Linked DNA regions of Columba livia: region 2 is linked to region 1. A link is a contact called in public Hi-C data. All regions are on one chromosome and are shown on one strand. Each heading gives the region's core, a stretch centred on a gene start, on an enhancer-like site or on the middle of the called end of the contact. The rest is flanking DNA. Distances are from core to core; before and after follow the strand shown. Region 1 overlaps PRKCE (protein kinase C epsilon). Region 2 holds the start of PRKCE (protein kinase C epsilon).

Evidence for each region. A called contact is a pair of places that touch in the nucleus more often than the background predicts.
Region 2: a Hi-C map of crop shows a contact between it and region 1, with 4 times the contacts expected there. The contact joins the promoter of PRKCE here to the enhancer-like site in region 1. A contact is called at or near these places in 2 of 2 Hi-C or Micro-C datasets (crop and liver).

Annotation. Positions count from the first base shown.
Region 1 is chr3:92,241,332-92,244,031 of bColLiv1.pat.W.v2, forward strand. The region is part of intron 2 of PRKCE (protein kinase C epsilon); the gene reads right to left. It overlaps LOC135579105 (a long non-coding RNA gene), which reads right to left. Exons shown (of 2, transcript XR_010471562.1): 2 at 1-2,700. Among named protein-coding and RNA genes, the nearest start is that of PRKCE, 140 kb to the right of the region's middle. Within about 2 kb of position 1,415, at least 1 of the 3 cell types and tissues checked has an H3K27ac peak away from gene starts, as active enhancers do.
Region 2 is chr3:92,379,010-92,381,709 of bColLiv1.pat.W.v2, forward strand. It overlaps PRKCE (protein kinase C epsilon), which reads right to left and starts at 1,405. Exons shown (of 15, transcript XM_005510783.4): 1 at 317-1,405. The coding sequence starts at 664.

The DNA.
Region 1 (2,700 bases), core at 165-2,664:
AACCCCAACTACAGTGATTTTCCACCACTTTTTTTCCCCTTCAGTTTCTGGAATTTTGCTCTAGCTTCTATTACTGCTAACCACAAAACTGAACTTCCCTTCATGCTTCTAGTTTCACCATGAGGCTTTCTAATAATCTTATTACCTGTGCTCCTTCCTTTTTGGTCTTTTGGAACACATTATTCACCACCACAGCACACTCAGGAGAGGCAGAGGAGAGGAAAAATAATTTCCAGCAGCACAATCAAGTATCATTTAAATGACATGAAGAAACATTTGGGATTTTTTGTGTGGAATGATGTATTGTCACTATGCCAATTTAAATCATTCATAGGAAGTCCACATTTTACATTCCCAGAAATTCATGACATTTTTCAGCAGTCAGCTCTATTAGACTAATGTAATAACACTACCAGCCACCATGCATAAGTCATAAGTAGTACGATTGGATTTGTCTGCTCATTGCATTTTCAATTTGAAGAATAGTCATATTATTCAATTGCAAATATCTTTTTTGTCTAAATACTCTATTGTTACACTTAGTTGGAGCTGGGACAGCAGCATCGAACACTAAGGAGGAATGGAAAAGGTTATTTCTATTGTATTGGTATACAATCAAATTCCTAAATTTGGAGAGGTGTTCTACCTTACTACAGCACTGAAAAAAACAAAGTCTCATCTGCTTATGATACTGTTATGAGTGGCACAGTCACCAGAAATATTTTGAACTGGCAAAATTAGTTAAATTTTTCCAAATGTTTAGTTGCCAAGTTTATAAGAAAGAGAGCTTTGTAGTGGTCCAAAAAGGATGGCAAGTACAATGTAAGTGCTTGTCTACATGGAGAAGCAAGTTGGAACGGCTGTTCTACAGCAGCTCCCACCACAGATGCTCTTATTTCAGAAAAAGTGCTTTTTTTACACATTAAAAAAGAGCAGAAGGCAAGGCACCCTGAGGCTTTGGCTGTGTGGAGCAATACAACCCTCATAAAGACTCAATGTGAAAGAGTTACTGTTTTCCAATATGTACACTAGAGTATTTCATACGGTTTTTCTTTCTCCTCCCTTTCCTTTCATCCAGTTGGCAACTCTTAAGTGATTTATAGGGATTGATCAGATTGAACAATGTAGATAAGAGATGGCGCCAGGACTTGAACAGAAGAGGCTTCAACCTTCTGATCCAGGAGACCTGTCCAGTGTGATTTCAGACAGGCCATACAACATTGCTGTCATAGCTAAAAAATAAAGATAACTTTTTTTTTTCCAAAAAATGGTTTAGACGTAGATTTGGTCTGCAATCTTTAAAAAAAAAAAAAAAAAAAAAGTAAACCCACGAAAACAAACAAACAAACAAAAAACCAAAAAACCAAACCCACTGATAAGGGATAAATAGGAAATAATTTAATTTCTTTTGAACCTTGGTAAAAAAAAAATAAGGTAATTTTTTTTCCCCAAAACCACTCCTTACGTTTAAAGACAGTAAGAGCTTTTTTGCTTTTATATAACTGGTTCCAGAGGCATTTGATTCCTTTTCCTCCAGCTAGTGAAACCATGTATGTACACTTTGAATCCAAGAGTACCCAAGGGAGAAAGAGAGCATAACAGTCCTGTCTGTATCTTAAATAACTCGCTCATTTCTCAAAATTGTTAGCCTCTCCAACCATCTGAAACAATAAGCAAGCTGAATCCCTTTATTTTTACATGACATGCAAGTGTTCTTTGCCTTGATTTTTCTGAAATCCTCAAACAGAATAGCCCTCAGGGCACGGGCCAGGGCCTTACAGGAAAGCAAAATAACAAATAAAACTACAGAGGACTGCATTATGTAGTGCGCTTCACCAGCAAAGGTCAGGGTTTGGGCTGTGGTTGTGTCTCCCTAATAAGCTGGGATGACCTCAGGTGGAGGGGGTTCATAATTCACACGAATGGGCATCTCTTCCCCAAGACCTTGCCATAGGCACATACAAACCAGTGATACATGCAAATAATGTTGTAAACAATACATATAGATAGAAGGGTTTCAGAATTTTTATTTAAATTGCAATTATTATAGAAAACTGGTAGCAACTGAAGAAGCTAAAATATTATCAGAAGTGTGACTAATAGTATTTAAACTGACTGCATTTGAGAATAAGCATGCATCTTGGGTTTTTCCCACTTTGGTGGCAGATTGGTAACCAACCTCATGTTTTATGCTGTCATTTGCAGGGACATCTGCAGATGTTGGAGCAGCCACCAGAGGGCTCCCATATTTTTCCCATTCAGGTTAAAAAATTGTTGAGATTAAGAAAAAATTAAAACTATAAATTTTTGCCTTACAAGTTTAAAAAGAAGAATAGAAAGACAGAAAATAACAGACCATTATGGTGATCTTAGTAGGATACTTGGTAGCAGAAGAGATTTTTTGAGAACAGATAAAAATGCCCAGATTTTGAAGGTTACTTTAATGCCCATGTTCACATGTGTATCACTAAACAAAACAGCTCAGAAACTAAGCCTAATTATTATGTCACCTGGGACACAGTCTGTCTAGGGAATACCTAAAAATTACTTTTAAAAGAAGTCTAGGGGGGGAAAAAAATCACATAAAAACCCTCCACAACAACAAAAACCTACACAGAACAAAACCTCACCTACAACAGAGCCAAGAAACCCCCAAAGTGCAAAGGAAAACTTCATAGGCCAAAAAGGGTCTAAAATTTC
Region 2 (2,700 bases), core at 155-2,654, 140 kb after region 1:
CTTGGTTAGGGTTTTCCAAACACAATAAGATAACTAGACTTGTATTTACGGAAGATAATTTCAGAAACTCAAGCGGTAATTATACATCTCTTACTTAGATTCAGCATATTTTTCTTTCCTCCCTTGCCTGTAGACCACATGCATTAGATATACAGTAACCATGACTATCTCCATATAACAAAGCGTGGAAATAACGAAAAGCCTTCAGAGCCATTACATGCCCTTGGCAACCCAGCTCTGCAAGACAGATGTTGCATCGAGGGCCATGGCACTCAAAAGCATATGTACAGGCTGTATCTACAGCGTGAACACTCACCCAGTCCTCGAAGTGGCGGCTCCCGTTCTGCAGCAAGTCCTCAAACTGTATAGTGCAGTTAGCTACAAAATCGTCGTACCCAATGGGGGCATCATGGAAAACAGCCATCTCTATCTTCCTGCCATTACAAACGTCAGTGACAAATTCATCGTTCCAAGCAGGACTGTTGGTCTTTTGCTTGGTCGAGGTCTGTCCGATCCTGGAGTCGTCCACATTGAGGGCTATGTAAGGGTCCAGCAAAAAGGTCTGTGGCCTGGGACCCACCGCATGCCTCAGAGACCACGCTGTGGGTTTCAGATTCACCGCCTCACAGATCTTGATTTTCAGCAAGCCATTGAAAACCACCATGGCTGGATGGCTGCACGTTTCCCGAGATTAAACACTCACACAACGCACTCGCACCAGGAGGGAGGGAGGAAGGTCTCGCCAATAAATAGGAGGGCAGGTCTGGGAATGGGCGAGCAGGATACAGTGCGGGTCTCTTCGCTTTGCTGCTGCTGTTACCTTTGATTATTTAGCCTTTGCTCTTGCGACACCCAGTGAATACATTTATTTTCTCGCCCGTGTTTCTAACGGAAAACAAGGGAGGGGGGCCGCCGAGGAGGGGGAGGCGTCCGCGGCTGCAGAAACCCCCGAATGCAATCAAAACCCGAGCATAACAGATCCTTGGGGTGAGCAAGAGCCTTCTCCCTTCACCGAGACCATAATCCTGGATCAGTCTTTGCAGAGGAGGCAGAGCCGCGACCCCAGGCTCCTGCACACGCCAGCCCTGCCCGTGCGCCGCACAACAATACACACACACACACAAATCAGAAACACCGGCCGACCCACCAGCCCTGCCTACTGCACAGCCTCCGCTCAGCAAACATCCAGCCGGGGACCTTCCATCCGCGCCGCAGCACGGAGCCGCCCGTCCTGTGCCGCCTCCTCCTCCTCCTCCGCCGCCGCCCAGGCCAAGGACCCAGCGCAGCGACCCCCGCGCATTGGGGGGCGCCGGCAGCGGAGCGGGCCGCGCGGGTCTCGGCGGGCTCCGGGCTGGGCGGCCGCCGCCCTGGCGATGGGCAGAGCCGCCGCCTCCCTCCCTCCCTCCCGCCGGCCGCCCCTCGCCCGCCTCCCGCCGGCCGCCTCCTTCCCTCCTTCCCTCCCTCCGCGCCGCCCGCAGCCCCAGCCCGCCTGCCGGTGCCGCTCCGCCGCCCGCGCCAGTGCAGGAAATGCGCAAAAGACGTCAGTGTGTGTGTGTGTGTGTGTGTGTGTGTGTGTGTGTGTGTGTGTGTGTGTGCGCGCCGGCAGCCCCGTCCCTGCGTGCGTGTTTGTGTGTGTGTGCTAGTGTGCAGAAAGTTTTGCCGGCGGGGGGAGCAGCGCGGTGCGGCCCGCCCGGCCTTGGGGTCGGGACCCCCGCGGGCCGCGCTCGCCGCCCCTCCACACCCGCCGGACGGGTGTCCGCGACGGCCTTGCCCCGCCCGGCCGCCCTCCTTCTTTCCTCCTCACAGGATAAAGTGGGGACCCAAGTGTGGAAACACTCCGGGCCGTAAATAGCCCGCCTGGCTTTATTGACGTGCTACCCCCGCGGTAGCGACTTCCCCCGCACCGGGCACCGCAGAGCTGCCCGCCCCGCGCCCTCCTCCCGTGACAGCACCGACGCCAGGACCCCCCCGCCGCTCCCGGCCCGGCCCGCGCCGCCAACCGGCGCCCCCACTCCCGTCCCCTCCCCGCCGCCCCCGCGGCACAGACACCGCTACGTCAGCGGGGCCGGCCCGGAGGAAGAGTTTCCCCGCGGTGCGAGAGCGCCGGGAAGTGCCGGCCGCCGCCAGGATAGGCGGCCTCCCGGGGCCCGGCCCGGCCCGCGGCCGCGCTTCCCTCGGCCGGGAGGCGCTGCGCGGGGCGGCGGCCCGGAGCGGCAGAGAACCCCGCTGAGCGGCGGTCTGCCCGGGCGGGGGTCGCTGGCGGCCCCTTGGCGCGCTGCGGATCACCTGGTCCCAACGTGCCCCACCTCAGCCCCTCGGCGCCCGCCGCCTGCCCGCTGGCCCTGGCTGGACACGGCGAGGGTGCTGAAAGGGGAAAAAGAAAAATACTCCGAAAGGGTGAAGGGGTGTGCTTGCTGTGTTACTGAACGTTATCTACACGTCATGCAAGATTTCAGTCAGTTTCACTACCGCGGTACCAAACACTGTTAAAATACCAGGAAGCGTAGTGCAGCCTGGCCTTCTCCTCCTCAAGAGAAACATACTCAGGATCTAGATGTTTTCCTTTGGCAAAAATTATTGTTGCCTTGTTTATTTTAGTTACTGATTTTTACCAGCCTTTTGTGAGAAAGGCATTGGGAAAGGGATGGACGTTGCCCTATGAGGGGATTTGAATTCGCTATAATACCACTGGCTGAGGGC